2 separate regions of the Gossypium hirsutum genome follow, and region 2 is linked to region 1. A link is a contact called in public Hi-C data. All regions are on one chromosome and are shown on one strand. Each heading gives the region's core, a stretch centred on a gene start, on an enhancer-like site or on the middle of the called end of the contact. The rest is flanking DNA. Distances are from core to core; before and after follow the strand shown.

What was found. A called contact is a pair of places that touch in the nucleus more often than the background predicts.
Region 2: a contact with region 1 is called in a Hi-C map of leaf, with 2.9 times the contacts expected there. The contact joins the promoter of LOC107945461 here to the promoter of LOC107945465 in region 1. A contact is called at or near these places in 3 of 34 Hi-C or Micro-C datasets (callus and leaf).

The regions. Positions count from the first base shown.
Region 1 is chrD12:27,351,962-27,359,608 of Gossypium_hirsutum_v2.1, reverse strand. It overlaps LOC107945465, which reads right to left and starts at 3,868. Exons shown (of 10, transcript XM_016879481.2): 1 at 2,777-3,868; 2 at 2,291-2,510; 3 at 2,000-2,157; 4 at 1,751-1,896; 5 at 1,579-1,641; 6 at 1,330-1,422; 7 at 384-545; 8 at 164-270; 9 at 1-70. The coding sequence starts at 3,158.
Region 2 is chrD12:27,839,324-27,846,970 of Gossypium_hirsutum_v2.1, reverse strand. It overlaps LOC107945461 (peptidyl-prolyl cis-trans isomerase CYP65), which reads left to right and starts at 2,962. Exons shown (of 11, transcript XM_016879478.2): 1 at 2,962-3,291; 2 at 3,388-3,450; 3 at 3,544-3,647; 4 at 4,843-4,934; 5 at 5,030-5,119; 6 at 5,238-5,313; 7 at 5,415-5,788; 8 at 6,144-6,400; 9 at 6,501-6,789; 10 at 7,254-7,367; 11 at 7,480-7,647. The coding sequence starts at 3,164.

The DNA of each region.
Region 1 (7,647 bases), core at 2,619-5,118:
ATATAGATCTAGTGATAAATCAGGAATTTGAGTGTTTCTTCCAATGACTTTGGCTAACTTGAACAGCTTCCTGCAGAAGTAATCCACATAATGTTATGCAATAAAATCTAGTGCGATGAAAAAGGAACAATGTCAAGGATGAAACCAAAGCATAAATTTATACTTGTACACACGGCGCAGGAATCTCAATCGAGTGACTTTACACAAAACTGATGAGAGCATTATTCCAGATAAAAATGCCTCTACTGCAAGGATGGGATCCATAGAACTCTGCAAACAGAGTAAATTATAGTTTTAACAAAGAATGAAAATACATTTAGCCATGGGTCGGGGATATTTTCATTGAGTTTGAGAAATTAGAGAGATTTGTGAAGAGGTACAACCTGAAGCATCATGATAGCAGCCACTATCCGGATGGTCCAAGCAACAAAGTAAGATGTGCTTATGTCAATTGATCCATCTTCGGTGAGGACAAGTTTGCGAACAACCCAGAAACCCAACCAAGCTCCAGCCAGAACAAGAAAGCCCAAGAGAAACATAGCCAACTGAAATTTAAACATAAAAAGCAGTTCTCTGTATTATCAGGAAATATTTGCAAAGCTTCTCAGCAGCTACCACATCCATTTATAAAAGTTCAAACCACTGAGCCATAAATACATGTCACACATGTAACATTTAGCTGCAACCAATATGTAGTTAAAAAGAAGATAAGAAAAATGCCCGTATTTGAATCTGGAACCAAGTGAAATAAAGAGTGCAAGTAGAGAAACTCTAGTCTCAATACTAGAATGAAGGTATAAATCTAAGCCAATTTGCAAATCAAGTATTTAATTCAGAAATTTTTGCATTTTTTGGGGGTTTAAAATAATACATGGATTGTTTGGTTACTTTAGAACACCTATATGCAATGATAAAATATTGACTACAACTGGAAGGGGAACAAAGGAAGAGGAGACAATAGCTAGATTTCAAACAGTTCACACAACCATTAAATATTAAACACCATAATTTTCTAGAGACAGGAAGTATTCAATATAAAGAAACCCCGTAACAGAATAGAACTTTAGTAATTCTACATCGATTTTACCATTTCATTTTACATAATGACATCATATGGAAAACAGTTTGATTTGACAGCCAAAATCCATAAGATCTTTCATCATTCATGGTTCACTCGCTACCCTATCAAATTTACAGTGTCGCATCCAACATGAACAAAGTAATTGATAACAATAATATTTAGAGACTGAAAAATCCTAGTGGTTACGCTCTATGATATAGAGAAACATAGAGCAAGTGAACAAAAAAATTTGCAGGAGACTTACATACAGGATTATACATGTCTTCAGTGATTCCCATTTCTGAAAGTATTGATTGCACCAACTGTGGTATATAGCGGAGAAGTATAGATCCCAAACCAAGCTAAAACAATGACAATACCATACGTGAGAAGAATTAACAGAAGACATAGGCATAAACACATACGCATGCATATGGAAATGTGCACATAAACACACACAGACACACAATAAAGTGGCAGCAAAAGGAGATCATCTCATCTGCACAGTTTATACTCACCATAGATGAATATATAACAATAGCAAGTGAGCTCTTCCGACCAGTTGGGAGAAGCTTCATTCCCTATTAAACATAAGAATATTAATCATAACAGAGATTGATAGCTGAACAGACAACAGCAGTGAGCACAAGTCGAGGAACTTTCAAGTAATTCATCAATCACAGTATTTACCTGAAACAGGACTATTAATACCACAAGGATAACCCCAATTGCAATTGCACCACCATAGTAAAATACTAATGATTGGCTTAGTGTATATGCCACACTCCACAACACAATACCCAGTGCTAAAAAAACTATACGATATTGGAAAAATTCTGCAAAAAAGACGAACAGGTAAATGAACAAAGAACAGGGTACATAAACAAGTTTCAATTGTCAAGACATAAAGCAACACAGATAGAAGGATCACAAATATACCCTCTTCAATTGACACTTCAACGGTCTGTGTAGAAGAACTGGTCATTCGTATATCTAAGAGCTTGCGATCAAAAGGAGACATCGATTTAGCCCATAATCTGTTTGAAACCTTCTCCCACTTGCCTTGAGGGCACATCCCTATCCCAAGTGAAGCATTCCTGCAAAAACAAAGATATCAGTCAGAAATAAGGTTCAAATTTTGCAGTTTTCAACAGATAGAAACCTTCTAAGCCTGTTCTTTTAAAGAGTTTATCACTGAATTCAACCAAGTAGTTATGTGAAACCATATACCTGTGGAAGCAAACTTCAACATTAGGTCTGCGTAGGGTGGAATTCCCTTGTGAAACCTTCAGCTTGACTGAATGAGCAAATTTCATGAGATTCCTAAACCTAGGCAAACCATCAACGTGAACTCTTTCGCAAACAACTTTAGTTCCAGGCTTTAAACCAGGGGACTTCTCCACTTGTACGCCAGGAGTTAACTGCAACGTCTTATTAAACTCCCCAACAACTGCAAACATAAAACAACATGATACAATCAAAATTTAAGGACTTCCCACTACTAAGACATTATTACGAGCAATTACAAGAAATATGATAAGCACAGACAACCCAACCAACTAAAGCTATATGAACATTTGATTCCTTATCCATCTAATTTCATCAAGATTTAACTCTTTAACCACTAAAAGGCAAAAAGAAAACCCTAATTCATAGAATTCAGAGAGTTAAGATAAACATGCAAGAAGTAAGAAAGAAAAAGAAGGCAGAGAGTACCCAAAGAAAGTTTCTGGGCAGATGCAAAGGAGGAAAAACTTGAAAGAAGGAAGAAGATAAGGCAGAGAAGCAAAGCAGAGGGGAGGTCCCGTTTCCTGGTACCCATTGTTGAGTCGGACTTGAGAAATTGAGGAAAGCATGCATAGGCAGGACTTTGAAAATACAGTCGGAGTCGGAACCGGTCGTTTTGGTGTCTGCTCGATGGCTTTCTTGTCTTTGGTGGTGCCTTTTTAGCTCTTTTATTAGTAGCGTCGTTTTGGTCTTTTTTCACTCCAACACCAAACTTAGAACCCACTGTAACGGACCCAACTTCCAAAACACCGAAAATTAAGAGACATAGATGATAGCTTAAAGCATTCACAACATCATAGTCATAGTCCATGCTTTTGTAACATCTTACCCATTCTTTGATTGTTCACTGGCATTCAACATCAACAATTCATTAATTTAACTTAGCTAATTTACCTGGTGTTGTTGTTGAGTTTCAATTGGTACCTTCTGATATAAAGTGCTTTCTGGACACTGATATCAGTTGCCCAAACTTTGCAAAGGTAACAATAATAGTTCTGTAATATGGCTTAGTTAGCAGCTCGAGTTATCTAAACAGAGTCTAAAACACAAGTAAAAACTAAAAACATAACTTCATTTCTCAAACCTCAAACTCAATGTTTAAAACAAAACAAAAAAAAGTACACACACTCAAATCCAGCCAAAAACCAAGCAACCCGTCATTCCCTCATCTACAATACACATCAAGAGTCAAGAAATTGCTTAAATTTTCAAGTACCTATTTTCACTTGAGTCTGTCTTGATCTTTGTTTTGTTTCTCCATTTTTGATGCAGACGTGAGGAGGAGAACGAAGGACTAAGCAAGGATTAGAAGTTAGATCTTAGATTCATGAGATTTTTATGGGAGAAAGTTTTATGGAATAGGGAGTTTTGGGGGTAAGAAAGAGAGTTTTCTAACTTTCTGTTTCGGACAGAACGAAAAAATGAAACAAAAACAAATGCTGGAAAAAAATAGAAGGTTATAATTTGGGAATCAAGCCCGCTTTCTAAACAGGGTGTGGAAGATTTTTTCGGCCTGACCCGGCTCCTTCTGAATTTGTTTAGATATCCTTTTATTGTTATTTGCTATTATTTTGTTATTATTTGCTGTATTTTTTATTCATTCATCTAAGCTCGAAAGCTGTTTGAAAAGTGAGAGTGTTTTGGTAAAATACAGGCTTAAAAAATTAGATTAGATAAAAAAATAGATATTGGGTAAGATTTTTTTGACCTGTCAGGCTTGGCTCGAATATACCTAAATGTTTTTTGTACTGCTATTTTGTTGTTGTTTGTTGCTATTTTGATGATATTTTACTCTCATTTTATTATTATATTGGTACTATTTTATTGTTATTATTTGAATATTATATTAGTGTTATTTAAATATAAAGATTTTTTAAATATATTTTCAATGTTTGAGAAAAAAATTATTTTAATATTTTTAGTGTGTTTAATGTATTATATTTTTAATATTTATTTTTATATAAAAATAATACATAAAAAAATTAATACAAATAGATCGGATCGAGTTTAAGTAAAATTTTAAGTGTGATTTTTAAGTTAAGTTAGACTCAAATTTAGAAAACAAACTTAAAATTTTAGATTAGTTCCGCCGGACCCATGTTTGGGTATAATCGTGATGGGGGCCATGATGTTTTTTATGGGTTTGGCCTAAGTTTGGGGATTTGGGTATTTGAGTGGGAATGGGTAGGTAGATTATGGGTGGGTGGCTGATGGTATTTGGACTTTGGGTTGATTTTGTGTTTAAACATAGTTTTCATTTAATATTTTTATGGTTTACTTGATTATGAGTTATATTTGTTAGTTATTTTAATGGGTTATTTAATGATTACTTATATTTGTTTATTATTTTGGTTTGGTTATTTGATTGTTATTTTTTATATTATTAATAATTATAGTTATGAAATTATGATTATTGTATAACTAATCATAAAATATGCCATCATGTATTTAAAATTTTTTATATTTAATTTTAGTTAAAAGTTTAATATAAAAAATAATTAAAAGGTTTAATTTATTAAAAACCTTATGGATTATTATTTTTATATTTTCGTTTTCTATCTTGAAATTTAAGTTAAAGGTTTAAATTTTTTATAATTTAATTTTATTTAAAGGTTTAATATAAAAAAATTGTTCAAGGTTTAATTTATTAAAAAATTATGCATTATAATTTGAGGTAGATTTAATTTAAAGGGTGCATCAAGCGAAGATATAGGATGGCATTTTAGATTTCTTATGCCAAATATGAAAGGAAACATGTAAACTACGTGGAAAAGTTAAAAGGAGGAATAACACGATTTAAAATTTCCATTGCTTATAAAACCAACAATGTTGCACAATGCCCAAATGTAACTAATATATGATATTTTGTATGTTTTTTTAAATTTTATAATTTTAAATTTATCAATAAATATTATATAATAATATAAATGTGTGAATCATTAACATTTTTATTTTCTTTATAAGAATCACCAGAAGAAATAATATGATCAACCTTTTAAGAAAGCAAAGCAAAAAAAGTTGACAATAAAAGGAAATAGATGAATTTTTAACCCGATTAAGAGAAGATGATGACTATAAGGGATTTGATGATAAGGATTCTACTATTAAACAAGCTATTTAGGACAGTCTCTAACCACAACACGAATGAAATAGGAGGCAAGAATTCAAAAGAAGTAAAGGTCGTTGGAGTAACATTATGATGAAGGATAAACTCCTCAATGGTCTATTGCATAATAATTTGGAGAAAGAATAAGAAAATATTGTCCAAGTGAGTTCGAGTTTGCTTTAAAAAGAGCTATACCCGAATTAGCCAAAAGTAAGAGCTCAAGCAACCAAAAGTGACTATATTTTAAAGACTCTAAGAAAGAAGTTGGGTGAATCATTATATAAATTTTTTATATAAGAGTGACTTCCTTTTCAATTAACAAGTTCTCCTTGGTTATATAACTTAATTGAAGTGGTGGGAGAAGTTGGGATGATTATCATCTAATGATATTATTATGAATTATGTTTAGGTTATTATCTAAATCCACAATTTCAATTTGGGGTAGAGCATTCTATGAATATATTACGTGAAACATTAGAAGGTACAAAATATGTAATTGAAAGATTGGAACCTTGTATAGATACTCAAATAAGAATGATTAACCATGTTAGATTCAAATACTTTTATATATAATTTAGTTATATATTTTGAAATGGATTTATTTATTTCTTTTTTATTCTATCTTTTATTAGAGTAATTGTTCTTTTTTGGAGAGAAAGAAGAGATATTTATCACTCCACAAGCATAAAAAGCCTAAAAGTAAGTGAATCCGGGTAAATTAATAATTAATTCATTTAATTTTTTTGTTAAGGGTTTAATCATTTATTTTAATTTATATTATTTAATTATATTGTAAATTTCAAACTTATTTTAAAATTTAATAATATTATGTAGCTAAAGTACTTAGTTAAACTGTCACACCTCAAAATAGGGCCTAGGTGTTTTAGGGGTATTTTAAGAATTTTAGCCTTAGAATGTTCGAAATTTTGTGACATGGCATATCGGTAATGTTTTCAATTATGGTTTTTAGAAAATTAAATCAATTTCTGAAAATGAGTTTTAAATACCTTTAATTTTGAAGTTAGGGCTGATTTGTAAAAAAGTCAAAATTCAGAGTTTTTTATGAAGCAATTTAACCATATTTTAAAATTCAAGCTAAAAAACCTCTCTTCTCCAGGTTATTTCATGTACAAACTACCCAAAGTTTGTGTTTGCCATCCCTTGATTCTCTCATACTATTTCAATCAATTTTGAACTCTAAATCCTAGTTCGTTTTCATTTCTATCATCTCCCAAGTTATAGACCTCTATAAAAACCAAGAAAAGCACCCAAAACACTATAGCTTCCTCCATTGTCAAGCTTGTGGGTTTTTCGGGTTTTCAATCAAACACATTGATTTTATTTATCTAAGGTAACGATTCAATTCCTTATGAGTTTTTAATGTTATCTAGTCTTTAAAACTAAGTTTTTAGCCGTTAAAACACATGTTTTAAATAAAAGCCGAAAATTGGGTCGTTAATGGTGGATTTTGGGATTTTGCATAAAAACGTGGTTTCAAAGTGTTTTTAAATTAGTTTTAACATGATTATAAGGTTTCTAAACTTACTTTAAAGTTTCGTTAAATATTTCTTGAATTTTAATAAATTTTTAGAAAATAGCCATAAAACATATCGAAAAAGTAGATATCATGAATTGAGTAGTTTTTTTGTAGTTTAAAGGTTGAGAATTAGTTGTAGGCGAATTATAAGATGAACGAAATTGATTATAGGTGAAAAGATTGAGTATAGATCGAGATATTAAAAATTAAAGTTTGCAATGTTATAAGTTTCGATTACATGAGAACTTAGTTTAGGCTTATGTTTTATATGATTGTAATGAGTCATTGGCTAATTTTTGGATGTATTGTTGTGTGACTTTGTTATGTTGAAGTTCCAGATTTGATAGAACTTTCTACGAGTAGAGATAAAAGGCAAGGAAAAGCTAGTTTGAGCTTTCGGCTTTTCGGCGAAAGCGTAATTGGTGAGTGTTTGGAATAATTGCTTGTGGACATGATTCAATATGTTATTTGGGAATTTGGTAGTAGCCTAAGACCCTACTCTAAATTCCGAGTGTAAGCTTTCTCATACCTCTATTATCTTGTGAGCAATGTGCTTATGTGTTTGTGAATATGTGAATTGAGATGAGATGCTATAACATGTGATATGTGGTTTTGTTAACCGTTGTGAAAGTGCAAATGTGTACATGATGTGTATAT
Region 2 (7,647 bases), core at 1,713-4,212, 490 kb before region 1:
ATATATATTCGGCCTTATAGGTAGTTACCGAATTCGGCTATTATGTGCTTGTGTATTTGGTTAGGTGAACTATTAAATTGTTAAATTTATGACTTGGTTATGTAGCATATTCGGTTATAGTATTTGATTAAAATAGGTTCTGTTATATTATTATAATGTGCTAAGGATTAAATAATTTATGTGCAATGACCGAATATGCTTATGTTAACTATATAGAGATTGTGAAATATGAATGGTTGAATATGTCTAGGTTATTTGAGTTTGATTGAAATGGTAAAATGTACACTTTCAATTTGCTTGAATGGTTAGTCTATGTACTTGAATTAATTATTAAGCATGAAAATTTGGTATACTTGATTTGTTTCATTTTGTTTATGCTATATAAAAATATATTTTTATATATAGTGCATTATTCGGTTTTGTATTGTTAAAAAAAGTTCATATGTTAACTAAAATTTAAAATAAGCTTTATGTCCGGTAATGCCTCGTAACCCCAATTCGGCGACGGATACGGGTTAAGGGTGTTACACTTCTGTTTTTGCGGGTACATATTTCGGGGCACCAACGTCCTTTGCATTCTACACCCCCATGCCAACTTCAATTATGTCATATATGCCGAGCCAGATGCCACCGCATGTACCTTCAACGATGACAACACCGATGTCATCATCGATCTAGCAGCCGATGCCAGTTTCGATGCCTAGTTCAATATCGACATATACGAGTTTTGGGACACCGTACACTTACACACCAATAATGTCTCAAACACCAAGCGCATTGTTGTTCTATTGAGGTCGGTCATTGGCGCAACCATCTTATGCTAGAGTGGAGGGTACACGATGGGAGGCTAGGATGGCACTGCACTTGAGCACGAAGGAAGGTGATGGAGACCAAGGCGAAGACAAAGAAGACGATGAAGGCGAATTTGAACATGAACACGAAGATGATGGCGACGAGGGTGGGGGTAAAGACAAACATAATGAGGACAATGGTAACGAACCAGTTTATGAGCCCCTAGTAACAGTTGTGCGTAGAAATCCTCCTTGCGACAGTCACCCACCGTCGTGCGGCATACATTCTCCCCGTTGATGTTGATGATGTATTTTTTTAACTTATCTATCACAATGTAAATATAGATGACATCAATAAATAAACCACAAATTTTCATTGTAACTCATATCTTCCTCTTTGTTACTTTCTAACGTAAGTTAATAAGAAACCACAAATTTTTATTACAACTCATTTTTTATTCAACTTTGGTCCCGTTCAATATATTGTTAGTTCAAATAATCATATCTATGTCTCTATTTCTAGAAGTCAATCTAGCTTCGATAGTCAAGATAAGTTATCTCCCCGACTAGACTTATAGACAGGATAATAGTCTTAGCATGAATCATTTGATCAATTTGATTCCATGAACTACAAATAATTTAGATTAACTACTAGTATAAGTTGTCTCCTCACTTTATAATCTAATCATATAATGTAACTTATTATTAATTAAACCTTAAATAATTAGTGAGTCAATATTCATTTATTCATTTAGTTTTCATGTTTGAAAACACTCGTATAAAATATATTAAGTGAACACATTGTAATTTTATTTATTAAATCAATTAAAAAATTACAAACTATGATGAAATCATTCTAACTTAGAGCTCAAATTCTAACCTAACACGATAAAATTATGCAATTACTAAAGCCCAATTTGACAAATGATGCTTTTCCAGTTTTCATCCAAATTATGAAACAATTAAAATACTTGAAAAGTAAAGAACTTTGAAAAAGCCTCCATTTTTTAATCAATAACGATAATTTTACTAAAAACAATACAAATATCACACCTTTCTATCGGAAGAAGTTCCGGTTATTATTGAGACCGGGAGTTGACCCATTTGTCGAGTTGGCTAGTGAAGAGACGTGTGAAGGCAATTCATTGTTTGGACTTTGGAGTAAAGGTATTGGATTGATGGTTTTATTAAATAAATTATTAAAAATATATAAAAGTAATTTGATTCAATCAAGTTCAATCGCTTTGTATTAATTTTTAAGTCAATTGCTCTGATGTTCTCTCTAGATTGATATTTTGATCAATTTCTGATCTAACCAGTTTAATCCAATTCAAATAACTATGATTATTTGATTGAATAAGAAAATTTAATTGAAAATTGAAAATGGAGAGATTTAATTACATTTCCATCCTTTTACTTTCATAAATTTATAAAATTTTTAGAATTTATTATATTTTTAATATTTACTGACATGGCATACAAAGACCGAATATAAGAAGAGTCAAAGGGACTTGGCCCTCTCAAAAATTTAGAAAATGATCAATAAACCCTTCAAAATTATTGATAATTTACTTAGGCCCCCAAGTTTGTTGAAAATTTTAATTAAGCTCTTTAAAAGTTTTGGAAATTTTAATTAAACCTTTTTTAAAAATTTAATTACTCATTAATTTTCTCAAAAAATAAAATAAAATTAGAGCCCTATTTTTTTTTTGAAAAATCTCATTAAGCATCAAAATTTTTGAAAATTTTAATGCAATCTCTCCAAAACTTAATGCCACATTCGGCCACCGGTGGCATATAAAATAAAATAATGCCACATCAACAAAGAAGAGTAAAAAGAGCCAAATTGAATAAGTATGTAAAGTTCGAGATTTAAATTTGTTATTATATCATATATATATATAATCAAAATAAACATTTAACGATATAATTTTAATAGAGAAACTATTTTACTAATTCATCTAATATACATGGACTAAATTTTCACATTTCCATTTTTCTATATTTTCAGAGAAAGAGAACTAATACATGATAGATTCCATAAATGCAATATGAGATATATTATAATATCGTAAAAATATGAACTGTTTTACAATATATAAAAATAAAAAGAAAATGGGAAATTCTCAAGTTTTTTCGAATAAATGAAAATAAGCCCAATTATTTCAACGGGCTTTAAATTGGGCGTTTTAGCTGATTCAAAAGGTCGGTAATTATCGGAAGCGATACTCATCAGAACTCAGGGTCTCAAAGCGGTCAAAAGTCAAAACCTCCCCCCCATAATCCCTAATCAGAAAAAAATCCAATTTCCCCTCCCCCAAATCATAAACCCTAGCCATAGCAATTGAATTGTCCCGGAGAAGGTCGCCAAGATGGGAAAGAAACAGCACAGCAAAGATCGAATGTTCATAACGAAGACGGAGTGGGCTACCGAGTGGGGCGGCGCTAAATCCAAAGAAAATCGTACCCCTTTCAAACGCCTTCCCTTCTATTGCTGCGCGTATGCCTCACTTTCTATTCCCATTTTTGCTTTATACCATTTTTGCTTTGCATCTTATTATATTCATTTTTTTTCTTTTCTGGTTGTCTTATTCAGCCTTACATTCACGCCCTTCGAGTTGCCTGTATGCACGAAGGATGGCAGCGTCTTCGATTTAATGTTGGTATCTTTTCATTTCGTTGTTACTTATTTTAAGCTTATATATAGTGTAATTTAGGGGGTTTTATTATTTTTTATTGTTTTCTGGTTCAGGAATATAGTTCCCTATATTAGAAAGTATGGGAAGCATCCGGTTACTGGGGCTCCATTGAAGCAGGAGGATCTTATCAATCTTACTTTCCACAAGAACTCTGAAGGTTTGGAATATTTATTTTCGAGTTCACGTTTTAATTCAAAGAACCAAAGAAATTGAGCGAGCCATATAATATATTGCTGTCAGGTTTCAACAAAGTATGTTGTAGATTTAGAAGTAAAGTTTCTAAAGTTCATGTTAAAAGGGGATACTTGTTTGAAATATTGTTCCTTTCAGTAAAAAAAAATATAGTTTAATTAAGATGCTGTTCCTTGTGTGAATTGTCGATTTGATTATAGATTACATTAATAGCTTTCTAGGTTCTTTTATTTGGTGCATGAGATAAATGGTGGATATATATTTTGCATGAGTTACAGCAATTTCCTGCAAAACTAAATATTGGTCTTCTATTCTTTACCTGACTTCTTATAACTTTTTCGACAAGGTTGAACTTGAGTGTGTGTGTCTGTGTCTTCATTTAGCTATGACATGTGAATTTTGGATGTTATACAGTTACCTTGTTTTGGGTTGCATAAACAAAACCATGGGACGGTTGTTGCATGTTATATTTAGGTTATTATTTTCATTTTCTCTATAAACAAGCTAGTGAAGGATGCAATTTCTGCCCGCTTTTGTAGTTACTTCCTGTTCTTTATTATTTTAAATACTTAATGTTCTGCCAGACTAGAGTGCACTTCATCTTTGGCTTAATTTTGAGCCGAAAATCAAGAAGTTGTTATTAGAGTCTGCTTGTCTATGGCCTCGCTCTTCAGTGACACGGTTTAATATTTGTAGGTTCTGTCAAGACAACCTTCTGCAATTACTGTGAAGTTGGTAACAAAGGGTAGTAGAGGAAATTGCACTTGCACATACTAATAAATCCTATGTTTGTTATACTTTGAAATCATATCATTGGGGAATCAGTTTTAACTAAATGAGAAATGGAATAAATGCTTGAAATACTCTTTGGTGATGGTGGAAATAAAGGCTATTAATTCTCATGTGTAATAGATGTAAACCTTGCTATGGTCTTCTTATTACTGTTGTTATATTGATTATACTGGTGCAATTTGGTAGAAGGCTGTTCATGAATGTTGTTCTACTTTATTGTTTTATGTGCAACTATGTTGGTATGCTGATTGCTATTCTTTTCAATTATATATATTTTAAGAATTGACTTTATTTTAGATGTCTTTAGTATTTGCACGTTTGGTTTACTTTTCATGCCTCAAGGATATTGAAATGGTGCCTTAATGCAGGGGAGTATCATTGCCCTGTGCTGAACAAAGTTTTTACTGAGTACACACACATAGTTGCGGTGAAGACTTCAGGAAATGTTTTCTGTTATGAGGTATAGTTTATTGCTTGTATTGTCAACGTTTCCTCTTATGGTCAGATAGATGTGTTAAAGCATGATAATGTTTTTCCTTTTTGTTTCTATTGCAGGCAATTAAAGAATTAAACATCAAGACCAAAAATTGGAAAGAGCTTCTTACAGATGAACCTTTCACTAAGGAAGATATAATTACAATTCAAGTAAGCAGTGCATTTAATTTATTTTCTGTTTTTATTTGATTAACACATCAATTATTTGTTTCGCCAGTGTCACATAATGATTATAAGTTCCTTCTCGTATTGCTGCTCATGTTTGCAGAATCCTAATGCACTTGACAGTAAGGTTACCCTGGATTTTGATCATGTAAAAAATAGTTTGAAGGTCGATGATGAAGGTATTGTATTTTATTGCTGTTTTGGCTGTGCTTGCTGGTAGGATTAGCTATGTTTGCCCCTTATAATTTATGGTCTTGATTTTCCTATAATCTTGTTGCAGAACTAAGGAAAATGAGTTCAGATCCAACTTATAACATTAATGTCGCTGGGGATATCAAGCAGATGCTAGCAGAGCTTGGAACTGACAAAGCAAAGCAAGCTGCTCTGCTTGGAGGTGGTGGGACCAGGGCTCAAAATGAGAGGGCTGCTGCTCTTGCTGCCATTTTAGCTGCCAGGTCTCGCATTAAAGAGGATTCCAAGTCAGATGCAAATGGGGAGAGTAAAAATCAACCTGCGTTTAGTATTGTAGATGCTGCATCTGCTTCAGTACATGGAAGAAGTGCTGCTGCAGCAAAAGCTGCATCAAGTGATAAAACTGCTGCTCGAATTGCTATGCACATGGCTGGAGAGAGGGCACCTGTGAATGCTAAGATGGTAAATTCCTCAGTTTCCTGGCTTATCTTTTGGGCGTAACTACTTATCATAGAGCTTCATTTCATCCTAAACTAATACCAAGTTTATCATTGTTCTATGTTTCTATCTCCTGTTAATTAGTAATCTTTTAGAGATCTTGTTTGGTGTCAATTTGTTGATTCGTCATTCTGGTGATAATGACTTGTGATAACTGTCATTCTATCATGAATCAATTGATAGTGTGCAAAAGGTTAATTCCTTTAGGAAGACATTCATGGATATTCTTAGTCATGACAGGTTTTTAGTTTGTACAAAATGCCTCAAGATGTCTTTATGCAGTTTGAACCTTGGTCAGTGTTAACATTGGATTCATCAGGTGAAGAGCCGTTATACAACTGGTGCTGCTTCACGATCCTTTACTTCTACCTCCTATGATCCTGTTACCAAAAATGAATTTGAGTATGTTAAAGTTGAGAAAAATCCTAAAAAGAAAGGTTACGTTCAGCTGCATACAACACATGGTGATTTGAACATTGAGCTGCACTGTGATATTACTCCAAGGACATGTGAGAACTTCATCACTCTTTGTGATCGAGGCTATTACAATGGAGTGGCCTTCCATAGAAACATTCGGTATTGTGACAATTGCTCAGTTCAAATTCTGTCCACTGTTTTCATTACTTGGCTTGGTTGTATGACTCATGTTGATGATGTTATACTTTCTGGTTTCTAGGAATTTCATGATTCAAGGTGGTGATCCAACTGGTACTGGGAGAGGGGGTGAATCCATATGGGGGAAGCCTTTCAATGATGAACTTAACTCTAAGTTGCTTCACTCAGGAAGAGGTGTTGTTAGTATGGCCAACAGTGGCCCTCACACAAATGGTTCGCAGTTTTTCATTCTATACAAATCTGCAAATCATTTAAACTTCAAACATACTGTATTTGGTGGAGTTGTTGGTGGCTTGACGACACTGTCAGCTATGGAGAAGGTTCCTGTGGATGACAATGACAAACCTCTGGTGAGTTCGGATGTTGAGTATTCTTTCCATAATTAGTAATATCTCGAGTATGTATATCTTTCCATGATTGCATGTGCTTAATCTTTGCAGCTTAGTTGAATGCCTCTTGAATACAAATGCGAATTCCCCTTTTCTCTATTTATAAATTGTTAGCTTTTTGGTTCTATATTCTTTCGTTTTATTAAGTTCTGCATAAAAAATGATATTGAGGTCAAAACCAATTTTTGTTTACAGTAAGTCTTGCATATTTGTTTGTGTGGTGCTTGCTGCTGCATTTTGTTTTTCCATTCGTGTATTATTTGCTACTGATAAACTGTTTGGTAGGAAAATTCTGATTGTGATGATTGTATTGCTCTGAATGTTTCCTTTGTCGAATTTAAGCATCGGTACTGCTCCAAGATGGGCTTCTGGATTATTTTATGTTCCAGATCTAATTTCTTTGTTCTCCTCTGTTGCTTGTGCAGGAAGAGATTAAAATAATTAGTGTCACAGTATTTGTAAATCCGTACTTGGAACCTGATGAAGAGGAAGAGAAAGAGAAGAGCAATGGTGACAAGGCAGCTGAGGATGAAGATAATGTTAGTTTGGATCCCGCGATCCTCAGAATCTGGATTTTAGTTTTATTTTATTATTATTACTTCATATTTTCTTTACAGCCAATCATTTTAGGCAATTTCTTTGAATTTCCAGGATAAGATTGGGTCGTGGTATAGCAATCCAGGAACAGGAACAGCAGAATCCGGAGCTGTTGGTAGTGGTGGTGTTGGAAAGTACTTAAAGGCTAGGAACACCCAAAGTGAGTCTGCTACTGCTGATACCAATATAACAGCAATTTCTGTAACGAAGAAAAGGAAAGCC